Linked DNA regions of Pan troglodytes: region 2 is linked to region 1. The links are chromatin contacts, called in public Hi-C maps. All regions are on one chromosome and are shown on one strand. The core of a region is the stretch at or near the end of the contact, and the rest is flanking DNA. Distances in the headings are between cores, read along the strand shown. Region 1 overlaps LRSAM1 (leucine rich repeat and sterile alpha motif containing 1). Region 2 holds the start of LRSAM1 (leucine rich repeat and sterile alpha motif containing 1).

What was found. A called contact is a pair of places that touch in the nucleus more often than the background predicts.
Region 2: a contact with region 1 is called in a Hi-C map of induced pluripotent stem cells, with 1.6 times the contacts expected there. The contact joins the promoter of LRSAM1 here to the enhancer-like site in region 1. A contact is called at or near these places in 2 of 7 Hi-C or Micro-C datasets (induced pluripotent stem cells and stem cell-derived neural progenitor cells).

Annotation. Positions count from the first base shown.
Region 1 is chr11:10,962,133-10,967,842 of NHGRI_mPanTro3-v2.0_pri, forward strand. It overlaps LRSAM1 (leucine rich repeat and sterile alpha motif containing 1), which reads right to left. Exons shown (of 26, transcript XM_001149463.6): 18 at 5,037-5,124; 19 at 3,286-3,360; 20 at 1,508-1,588; 21 at 1-2. Among named protein-coding and RNA genes, the nearest start is that of LRSAM1, 38 kb to the right of the region's middle. Within about 2 kb of position 2,854, at least 3 of the 24 cell types and tissues checked have an H3K27ac peak or open chromatin away from gene starts, as enhancers often do. A contact at or near this core is called in induced pluripotent stem cells, where this site is marked.
Region 2 is chr11:10,999,568-11,005,277 of NHGRI_mPanTro3-v2.0_pri, forward strand. It overlaps LRSAM1 (leucine rich repeat and sterile alpha motif containing 1), which reads right to left and starts at 3,630. Exons shown (of 26, transcript XM_001149463.6): 1 at 3,468-3,630; 2 at 3,053-3,208; 3 at 508-611; 4 at 53-109. The coding sequence starts at 579. RPL12 (ribosomal protein L12) reads left to right here and starts at 3,708. Exons shown (of 7, transcript NM_001251929.1): 1 at 3,708-3,859; 2 at 4,336-4,409; 3 at 5,435-5,533. The coding sequence starts at 3,823.

The DNA of each region.
Region 1 (5,710 bases), core at 1,604-4,103:
TCCTGCGAACAAGAGCACACCCCACACCACCGTGAGCTGGCGGCAGCGCAGGAGTCCCGCGGTGGCAGGATGGAGAAGGGCCTGGCCTCCCGCTCACTCAGTTCTCTGCCCAGTGCCTCCAGGCTGCGTTGGGGGACAAAGCTAAGAGGCCCTTCTGCCCCCTTACCCTAAGCCCGCATCTCTCTTCCTTGTGGGGTTAAGTCAGGCATGGGATCCTGGTGACTGATGACAATGGGATGGTAAGAAACATCAAACAAAAGAAATGACAAGCCACAGGTGCCTGCCTTTGGTCTCCCAGACAACAGAGCACATGGGCAGAAGCAAATGGCGGGGAGCAGTGTGGGGCCCCACACAAATGGAGGTGCGTGCAAACCAGAGCCTGGGGTCCCTGCTTCACTCCTGCGCCTGCTCTTGGAAAACCCATGGGGGTCCCAACAGCCAGAGCCCTGCCACACTTGTGGGCAGGGACTAGGGCACCCGCCAGGCATGATGACCGCAGCTTCTCTGAGAGCAGTCCCAGTCCCCTCATCTCTGGAGATCATTTCAAGGCTCACAAAGGGCTTTCCCTTGCTAGCTCAGCCTTCTCCGATGGCCTGATGGCACAGGCTGTGCCTGGAGGACCGCTGCCATCTTATGGAGTAGGGGAAGAAGGCCTGGAGGGGCAGAGGCCTGTCTAAGGGCACACAGCACACCTGCGGTGCACCTGAGACCAGGGATCCAGATCCCAGACCCTTCACTGCACTGAGGAGTGCATGGGATGGCTTGAGACTTCTCCACTGAGAACAGACACAGGGACAGTGACAGACCAAAGGCTCTGCTCAAACTCCTGGCACAGGCACATGTCCTCACACACCATCCCATCCAGCCCTCCGTCTGCAGCTGGAGAGGCTGAGGTTCAGAGAGGGGAAAGGGCTGCCTCTCCTCCCCCACCTGACAAAGTTGCACAGCAGGGCTGTGCTGGGCCACACCCGGCTCCCAGGCATCCAGTCCAGGACGCCAGCTGCCAGTCCCTGCTGCCCTCTCATCTGTGTGCGCAGGACTCCCGGGCTGGAGCCCCAGAGATGCTGCCTGCAGGGAGTTACACAGATGCGGCTGGGCCCTCTCCTCCAGACAACCCGGGACACCCAAAAGCTCCAGCCCTGGAGGATGTGTGCCTGGGGGCCTAAAGCACGGCCTACAGAGAGAGACAGGAGCTCAGCGGCGGGCCCGCACCCAGCACAGGAGACACAGTGATGGAGATGAGCGGGGGAGCCTTGGCAATGAAACCCTCCTTCCTCTGACCCTCCTGCCTCGCAAGAGGCTGACCACCTCTAACCTTGGCCTGCACTGGGCCTTCTGGGGCTGGGGGTGTCCTCTGGTGTCACAGCCACAGAGGAGCTCTGCCCTCTGTCTGCTGGGGGAGCCCTTGACTCCCAGGGGCTGGTGAGCAGCTGCCAGAGGCTGGGAGGGAGCACCAGGTGGGGGTCTCCCCACGTGAAGGAGGGCAGGGGCAGGGAGCCCTACATACCTGGAGTGACTCTGTGTCCAGGGACTTCCTCTTTAACTCCAGCTGTGTCAGCTGCAATAACTCAGTTTCTATTAACTTAATCTAAACAGAAGACGAGACAGGGTTTTTTTTTACTCACATTAACCACAGTTCAGTTTTGTGCTGCTACTCTCTGGTGACCAAGTGGGTCTAAGAAGCCTTTCTGGGGAGGCTGGGGAGGCTCTGGAATGAGGGGAACCTGCGGGCCTGGGAACCTCGTCAAGGGGCTTGAACAAGAATTCGTTCCTTCATGGCCTCGCGTTCCTGGGGTCATGGACGTGCTTGTTGTGGCCAAAATTGTTTACCAAGAGGCCAGCACAGGATCTGTCCTAGAGTGGGATCGGGATAAAGGCTTGTGCAATGGAGAGGGGGCTTTCCTTGGGGATTCAGGCCAGAGTAAAGCACAGACAGAGCTATCACCCAGCCTCCTGCTGGTCAAGTTCTCTTGTCCCTCGCATCGCTGTTGCAGGGGAGAGCAGAGGGTAGTGGAAGTGACTGAGTAACAGTGGTAGTAGTAGCTGGTATGTCTTGAGCACCTACTATGTGCTAGGCCTGTGCTGCACACTTGATGTATCATATTTCATCAATTCTCTGGCTGCTAGGAGGTATTATTGCCTCCATTTTATAGACAAGAAAACTGAGGCTCAGAGAGGTTGTCACTTGCCCAAGGACACAGAGCAGGTAAGGGAGAGATCCCTTTCTCTGGGATGCCTCAGCTCAGGGTTTAAGGGCAACAGCTGACCTGGTCAAAACCATCTGCAGTGAGAATGTTGGGGGCCCTCGCATACTCTCCAGGGTGTGTCTAGGGGATTTTAGCCCTGGGCAGGGGTGGGGGTCAGACCCCATAGCCAGTACTTCTCTATCCTGTGCCCATGACCCTGTGACCCTCATCCCTAAGTCCCTATGACACCACCAACCCCTGGTCAGAGGAATGAGCTTCATGTCCGGCAATGTGGAATTGAAATTAAAGAGGGAAATTAAAAAGGTAAATTGGTCCAAAAAAAGAAAGAAAGAAAGAAAGAAAAATAGAGAAAGAAAGAAAAAAACCATGCAAAAATGCAAAATTCAGTGTGCTGAACATGATGCAGGAGTACTCCCATAGCCTGACGCTCACTTCAGCCCCAGCCCCAGCCCCACGCCACAGGCGGTGACCACCAAGCCATGTAGGTGGGCTTGCCCAAGGATAGCTTGAAGGTCAGCAGCCGGCCTGCGGGGGGTGGGGGGTATCTTGTCACATGAGGGAGGGTCTATGAGGAGGACCGCCTCCTCCTGGGCTGAGGTCACTTTTCAGCAGGCGTCAGGACCACGGTGGCTCACAGCTCCCCCTGCCCTCTTCTGGGGGAAATACTATATGCCCCCGAGACGCCTCTGTCTGTCTGAGCTGTAGGAGCGCTGGGGCCTGCGCCGGCTGCTTTTCCCAGTGGGGAAGTCCTGCCTGGAGCAGGGACAGCAGAGGCAGCTGGAGCAGTCAAAGCCACACATCAGCACCGGCCTCCCTGGCCCAGGCGTGGTGGAGACCCGCCTCGCTGGCAAGACCCTCGCCAGACCCCGGAATAGGAGGTCTCTAGACACCCTCCCAGCAGCCCCGACACAAGGCTGGGAGCAAAGGGAGGTTCTGAGGGCAAGGCCTCGACCTCTTGCTGGGCTAGCAAGCCAAGGAGCCGGGGTTCAAACCTCAACTGCTGCGACCTGCCGCCCTGGAGGGCCACTCTGCAAGTCTCTGAGAGAGCAGGTCCAGGGACCCCAGCCCCAGCGCTCACCTGGCCCCTGATCTGCCGATGCATCAGGTCTTTCTTCACCTGGAGTGCCTCGAACGCAGCCTTCTGCATCGCGCTCTGCAACACAGACCACCAGCCCTCAGCAGGAGCCGTGCCCACACTTTTCCCTGCAGCCCCATCCCTGTGAAAAGCAAAAGCTGTGTACAAAGCACCTTAATGGATGGGTTTTTTTTCTGAGAGAGGGAGAAGATTTCACCTCACTTGTGTAAACCTTAAGATGATACTAGGGGCTCACTTCGGGCAGCCTCTACTTGATGCACTTCCGGCATCACACCCTGAGTTTCCACCACAGTGGACCGTGGGGGTGCTTTTACTGCCCCACTTCGCAGATGGGGAGTGACACTCAGAGGCATGAATCAGCGGCGCTGGGACACACACCAAGCCTATCCAGCTCCCGAGCCCCACTTAACCACAAGGCAGATGCCTCCTCTGAGAAATGGAGAATTTTCCTCAGACAAGCTCCACAGATACTAAATCAAACCATTTTAGAACAGAGATTGAAATTAGGGAGAAAGGAGCAGGGTGGGATGACAAACACGCAGAGGACAGGGGAGAAAGGCGAGAGAAGAAGGGAGGCAGCGGCAAGACTCCCACGGGGCTGCAGGAAAGAGCTGAACAGGCCGGTGGCTCATGTCTGTAATCCCAGCACTCTGGGAGGCCGAGGCAGGAGGATTGCTTGAGCCCAGGAGTTTGAGACCAGCCTGGACAACATAGGGAAACTGTGTCTCTACAAAAAATAAAAAAAATTAGCTGGGCATGGTGGCCCTATAGTCTCCGCTACTCAGGAGGCAAAGGTGGGAGGATCGTTTGAGCTCAGGAGTTTGAGGCTGCAGTGAACTGTGATCATCACATCACTTCACTCATCCTGGGCAACAGAGCAAGACCTTGTCTTAAAAAAAAAGAAAAGAAAAAAAGGAAAATAAAAAGCTAAACAGGCCGGGCACGGTGTCTGATGCCTGTAAATCCAGCGCTTTGGGAGGCCGAGGTGGGTGGATCAGCTGAGGTCAGGAGTTCGAGACCAGCCTGGCCAACGTGGCAAAACCCCATCTCTACTAAAAATACAAAAATTAGTTGGGCGTGTTGGTGGGTGCCTGTAATCCTAGCTACTTGGGAGGCTGAGGCAGGAGAATCAGTTGAACCTGGGAGACAGAGGTTGCAGTGAGCCGAGATTGCACCACTGCACTCCAAACTGGGCAACAAGAGGGAAACTCCATCTCAAAAAAAGAAAACAAAAACGCTAAACAGAGTAATATGGACACCGAAGGGGAGGAGGTCACAGGGGCCCTTCGTTTCATCCACTCAAGAGCCCTGCCAGGCACCTCCTGAGCACCGCAGAGATGGAAGAGCAGATAGCAGCACAGCAGGTCTGGACATGAGAAGAGGCCAGAGGTCCCACAGCGTCCTCTGTGCCCTGACCTCCATGGTGTGGTCACCATCACCTCCTGCCACTTAAGTCCTTCCAATGGAGCCTCCTACACAGGATGGGGGTAGGAGCCTGCCAGAGAGCAGGTGGAGGTGCTTCTGTGGATTTTAGTGACCAGAAGACCATCCCCCGGGCCCCCCCTCAGCCTCTCTCCACCCCTCACCCTGATCACTTGTACACTTCTATGGTCACAAACCTCTGTGGTCCCACATGCTGTCTAGGAAGGGCTCCGTGTGGAGCTCTGCACTCTGCCCTGGCTCCTGAACCTCCCTCCTGAGCCCCCACCCTCAGGCTCTGGGCGAGGGCTCACCTCCTGCAGGATCTGGCTGATGGCTTTGTTCTGATCCATTTGCTGCCACGACAGAATCTGCTGGAATCGTTCATCCATTTCGGCCATGCTGCCAGAAAGACAGCAAATTCATTCATTCTTGGAATGTTTCCCGAGCACCTACTATGTGCCAGGCCCCTTGGAGGAGATCAAGATAACCCATTTCTTCAGTGGACCACACTCATGGAGTACCTGCTGGGAGCCGGGCCCTGGGTGGGCCACAGACACTGAGTCTGTCTGAATCCCATGGCCTGGAGGGAAGGGGATCGAGTTGGGAGCTGGGAGAGAGATGCTTCCAGGTCCTCTCACCCAACCCGCCACCAGAATCCCCTCCCCAGCACTCCCCGGAAGTGGATGCCTGCCTCTGCCCAGCCACCTCCATGGGTGGGGAGCTCCTGACTCCCATGGGTGGTGAGCCACCGAAGTATGACAAAGCTGTCCTTCCCGGCACTCTCACCCTGGGCAGGGAGCAAGGAGCAGCCCTTGATTTGGGCACAAGAACCTGCAGCCTCACGTATGTCTGTGCTTTGGCACCATCTTGGTTTTTTTTTGTTGTTTGTTTGAGACAGAGTCTTGCTCTGTCACCCGGGCTGGAGTGCAGTGGTGTGATCGTGGCTCACTGCAACCTCCACTTCCCAGGTTCAAGCAATTTTCCT
Region 2 (5,710 bases), core at 2,380-4,879, 38 kb after region 1:
CCAAGAAAACGGGACAGATCCAATTCACAGCCCAACACTATCCTCAGTTTACCTCTGAGAGCTCACATTTAGAGATGTCGAGAATGTCATCTGCCCCAGCTTCTTTTGCCTAAGGATAAAAAGAATTTTTAAAAAGTATTAAGACAAAACATCTTTGCAGAATGGACAAGCCAGGCAAAGAACATAAATGTAAGCAGCTGCAAAGGACCATAGACACTATCTGGTTCAACTGGTCCATTTGGCAGGTGAACCAATGACCCCTGCTTTCCCAGAGCTTGAGGCCCAGAGGGATGAGGAACTGAAAAGCAATGACAGTGCGTTCAGTCTACAGGGGAGAAGCACCCTTGGCAGGGGGCCTCATCTGTTGGGTCTAAGTCAAATATTTCTTCTGTGGGTGGGGGAGGCAGATGGGAAAGAGCACGGCTTGTCGGGGGCAGTGCGGAGGCCTACTCCATGGGGACCGAGGAGGAGATGGGATAGAGTTAGAGGAAACCCACTTTCCCTCACCAAACACATCTGGTACTCCAGGCGTTTCCGAGCCTCCTCACTGGGTTTCCGCTTCCGGAAGAAGAGCGGCATCCTTCCCTTTTCCCAGAGCGATCTTTAGGACCCTGGGGCACAGGAGAGAAGTTAGGGACTGGGGAATTTGTCACAGCCCCCAACACCCGGGACAGGTAGTGCAGTAACACAGAGCATGCAGCTGGTCTGCTGGACCATGAGTTCCATGGAGGCAGGGGCTGTGTCTCCCTAGTGAGTTCCACGGAGGCAGCGGCTGGGTCTTTCTAGAGAGTTCCATGGAGGCAGCAACTTTCTAGTGAGTTCCATGGGGGCAGGGGCTGCATCTTTTTAGTGAGTTCCATGGGGGCAGGGGCTGCGACTTTCCAGTGAGTTCCATGGGGTCAGGGACAGCGTCTTTCTAGTGAGTTTCACGGAGGCAGGGGCTGCGTCTTTCTAGTGAGTTCCACGGAGGCCGGGGCTGCGTCTTTCTAGTGAGTTCCACGGGGGCAGGGGCTGCGTCTTTCTAGTGAGTTCCACGGGGGCAGGGGCTTCGTCTTTCTAGTGAGTTCCACGGGGGCAGGGGCTGCGTCTTTCTATTGAGTTCCATGGAGGCAAGGGCTGTGTCTTTCTAGTGAGTTCCATGGGGTAAGGGTCAGTGTCTTTCTAGCGAGTTCCATGGAGCCAGGGACTGCGTCTTCCTAGTTTCATGGAGTTCCATGGGGGCAGGGGCCATATCTTTCTAGTGAGTTCCATGGGGTCAGGGGCCACATCTTTCTAGTGAGTTCCATGAGGTCAGGGGCTGCATCTTTCTAGTTCTTCCATCTGTGTCCTGAGCCCACAGCAGGCACTCAGTACTCCTTGTTCTTTGTTGACTAAACATTGAGCTGCAGGATGAGGTGGAGACAGACAAGCCAGATGACCTGGGTTGGGGCCCATATTTGCCACCGACCCATAGTGAGGCCTTGGCATTATCCTTTTCCTGTTCTAGGGAAACTTAGAGACGTTTCGTCAGGCACTTTCCAAGGCTGTTCTTTGAGGACTCTAACAGACTCTGCCAATGAATCACTTCTAGCCCCCCAAACGCTGTCAGAGCAGGATCAGCAGGAGCAATCCAGAGCCAGCCAGGACCTCAGGGAGCTCAACTACATCATGACCAAAGAGACCTCTGCGGTGAATACAAATTAAAAAGCAATTCTCAGCTTACCACCCTCAGTTATTATTCCATTTTGTTTTCACCATAACCCTTTTTAAAGTGAAGAAACACGCCGGGTGTTGTGGCTCATGCCTGTAATCCCAGCACCTTGGGAGGCTAAGACAGGTGGGTCACTTGAGCCCAGGAGTTCGAGACCAGCCTGGGTAACATGGTGAAACCCCATCTCTACTAAAAATACACAAAGTAGCTGGGCGTGGTGATATGCGCCTGTAGTCCCAGCCACTTGGAAGGCTGAGGAACGAGAATCGCTTGAACCCAGGTGGCGGAGGTTGCAGTGAGCCAAGATCATGCCACTGCACTCCAGCCTGGGTGACAGAGGGAGTCTCTGTCTCAGAAAATAATAATAAATAAATAAATAAAGTGAAGAAGTAGATGCTTATTAAGTTCAGTGGCCTGGCTGTACAGCCTGGATTGCAGCCTGGAACCGTGGTCTCTCAAGTCCTGACCTGCGGGATTTGCCCGACTGCTTGGTGCTCACATAACTTGGCACACACGAAGTACACTGTCCTGAACTCAGAGCCAGGTGCTCACTGCCTGCCCAGGGCCTGCACAGTGTCTGTAAATACCAGAGCTGGATAAGGGATGGCCATGAGCCAGGAGGCAATCACCCAGGGAAGTGCATGGTGAGCAGCACAGGCTTTGGGATGAAAAGAGAACTGGGTTTGAATCCGAAATCTGCCACCCACAACTGCAGAGGTCACCTTGGTTCACCTCTCAGAGCCTCAGTTTCCTCATCTGTAAAGTGTGAGTAACCATGCTACCAACACTGGCTTCTGTGAGGATCCAGCGACTTCATGTATGTCAAGCCCATAGTACAGTACCTGGCACATGAGCGCTCAATAAATGTTAGCCACAAAGCAACCCACATGCAAGCAACATTGATTCAGGGCCCGCTAGAGGAGCTAGGGAGAAGATAGTCATGGGAGGAGATGCAGTTGAAGAAGACCCAGTCCTCAGAGGGATGGGCAAAGATGGCAGCTCTGCACCCACGGGGGCGGGGCTGTCTGGGGAGGCAGCCAGGCCTGCAGAGCCAGTTCAGGCCCTCTTGTCACCCCACCTGCCTGCAAGGATGGGGAATGGTTTGAAAACAGCCCTCCCCCATCCGTCCCTGATGACCAGCACTTACCCTTCTGCTCCCCAATCACTAACCCTCTTGCACCCCCTTCCTGATGTGCAGCCCTCCCCACTTCCTCCCAACCACCATCGCTCTCCCACCCCTCCCCGAAGATCAGTTCTTTCCAGGCTGCCCCACATGCCTGTCCCTCCCTCTCCGACGTCCAGCCTAGATGCGGGGGGAGGGCCACACCCATATTTCCTGGGATGGGGTCTGCAGTGGCTGACCTGGCTTTGCAGATGGAGGGGTCCCCCACGTTGGGACCCGCGGGTGCACCCGGGGGCAGGCCGATCACTCGGAGGGCTTGGTCACGGACTCGGGGCCGCAGACCACTCGGCACGGGCCCGGCGGAGCCGGAGTCTGGTCTCCTTCAAAGGCAGGTGCTGGGAACAGAAACTCAGAATCTCATAAAGTCACGCAGACCGGGATGACGAAGTCTGAGGCTCTAGGAATCGCGGACTCTCCGAATGAAGAGCGGGACTGGATTTCCACATAGACTGTTTTGATAACTAAAGTGCACACAACAAGTGCTCGAGGGAGCAGGGGTCGCCGCGGTACTGGGGTCTCGGAATGGGACTACGGACCCCTCAGGGGAGGGGCGGGGCTCTGGGATTGGGTGACGGGGACCGGGGTGACACTCACGATAAAGGAATATGGGAAACAGCTAGGCCTGGGATCACCGGAGCAACCCCTCTTCTCAGACTTCTCCGGAGCGAACTACCCGAACCCCCTTTCGGAATCTCTAGCTTCAGCGCACCGCAGTGCCCTGCTTGCCAGCCGTCAGCCTCAGGCGCCTGCCCACAACAAACATGGCGACAAGGGCGTCTCTGGAAGGCCGGGCAGTGACGACAGTTCTCGCGATGGCCGCGTTTTCCTGCCTATATCTGGCTTGTCCGCGCGATTTCCGGCCTCTCGGCTTTCGGCTCGGAGGAGGCCAAGGTGCAACTTTCTTCGGTCGTCCCGAATCCGGGTTCATCCGACACCAGCCGCCTCCACCATGCCGCCGAAGTTCGACCCCAACGAGATCAAAGTCGGTGCGTGCTCTAGTTGTGGCCGGGGCTGCGGGATGGAGCATCCCTCGGCCCCGCCGCGCGTGCAAAGCTTTTCCCGTATGGGGCTCTTAAAGCCGCTGCCTCCCAGAGACCTTCCCGGTGTTGCGCCGCCCCGGCCAAGCCTCAGCCTTTCTGGGCCTTAGCTTCTTCACGTGTAGGTGGGGAGGGAGGACTGGACCACCTGTGGCGGCTTGGGAGCCCGCACGCCCTAGGGTAAGGCTTGTCTCCGGGCGTTTCGCCCCACTGGCCTGGGTTCGCGGGCGACGGGGCTCTCTCCACGCCTCCCCGGTGTGAGTTTCGGAGCTGCCCACACCCGAGGGAGGAGCGGGTGGCCCGCCTCGCGCTCTGTGCTGTTTCGAGAACAGGCAGAGGGTGGCGTGTCCAACCCCGGAAAGACGCTGAGAGGGCTGTGGCTCGGGGCTCCCTCTGCAGAGACACTAACTCTTCTTTTCCCCCAGTATACCTGAGGTGCACCGGAGGTGAAGTCGGTGCCACTTCTGCCCTGGCCCCCAAGATCGGCCCCCTGGGTCTGGTACGTTATCCCCTCCAAGGGGCATTTTTTTCACATTTGTTTCACTTTAAGCGCCGGCTCGTGGAGTCACGCCTGTGCCAGAGGTGCCCTCGTGGCTTGGACTGTCACCCTCAGTAGGCCTGAGCCACTGAACTAGTACTAGGTACCTTAGGAAGGTCGTGTGTGAAAAATCGAACCCGCTGTCTTTAAATTGTAATTAGCTCCATGTGTCTCCACTGCTGCTTTGGTGTACCTGAGGGGTGGGCCCAAGGGGGAGTTTTGAAGTTAGGACTGGCTTAGAGACATTGGGCAGCCAACATCTGTATTTCCTCGTCAGGAAGTGGGCATGGCGTTGTTGGTAAGATTAAACGGGGTGTGGGTGAAGATCCAGCGAGCGTTTCCAGCTGTGTTGTAGATGTAAACCTAGCAGTTAATGTGGCAGGCTGTGTCTCATGCCTGCTGAGCAACTGCTGGCTTCCCCGTCATTCTGGCCTCTTGGATTTCTCTGAATTTCATTAGGCCTTTATTTAATCCTTGCACAATGCTCCCCTGCCCCAAATGCTCTTCCCCATTGGTCTTTTTTAACGTGTATCTTAACTATTCTTCCTTGGCCGTTAGCTGGCACTTAAGGGACACTTAGCCTCCTGTTGAGGCTAAGGATTACTAGAGGAGGAGAACTTCAGAGTAGCAAATAATCAGACCTCCATCCAGGAAGATGGACGTGGGTGGTCTGACATGGGAGCCTAGTATTTTGAAAGCTCCTTAGGTGATTCTAATGTCAGCAGGGCTGAAAATCCCCCTCCTTAAGCACATGGGCACTTAGGAGGGGGTCTAGGTTACATTGTGGCCAAGTCTGCAGTTTACAGTTCTGGACAAGATAACCCCAACCCCCAATTTATGCTATGGTGATAGCTGTGCTCTGATTGAGAAGGTGCCCTTAGGTACTTGAGATAGCTTCCTTTGTTGCCAAGTGAGAAGTGGTGGGCAGGTTTCAAGGCTGTGGTTCACCTCTGGACACCATGTTGATTACATGCCTTTATTTCTAGTCTCCAAAAAAGGTTGGTGATGACATTGCCAAGGCAACGGGTGACTGGAAGGGCCTGAGGATTACAGTGAAACTGACCATTCAGAACAGACAGGCCCAGGTATTTGCTTGTGCTTGGTTTCGGGAGAGGAGGGTGGGGGGACAGAGGTAGCAACCCTCTGGGATTCCTGAAGAGTATTTATGCCACCAGTGGTGAGCAGAGAGTGATTTTACCTTGTTGGGGAGGCTTTGTCAAGAGTACGGACCTAGGGCAAAGACTTGGACAGTGTGTGGCCAT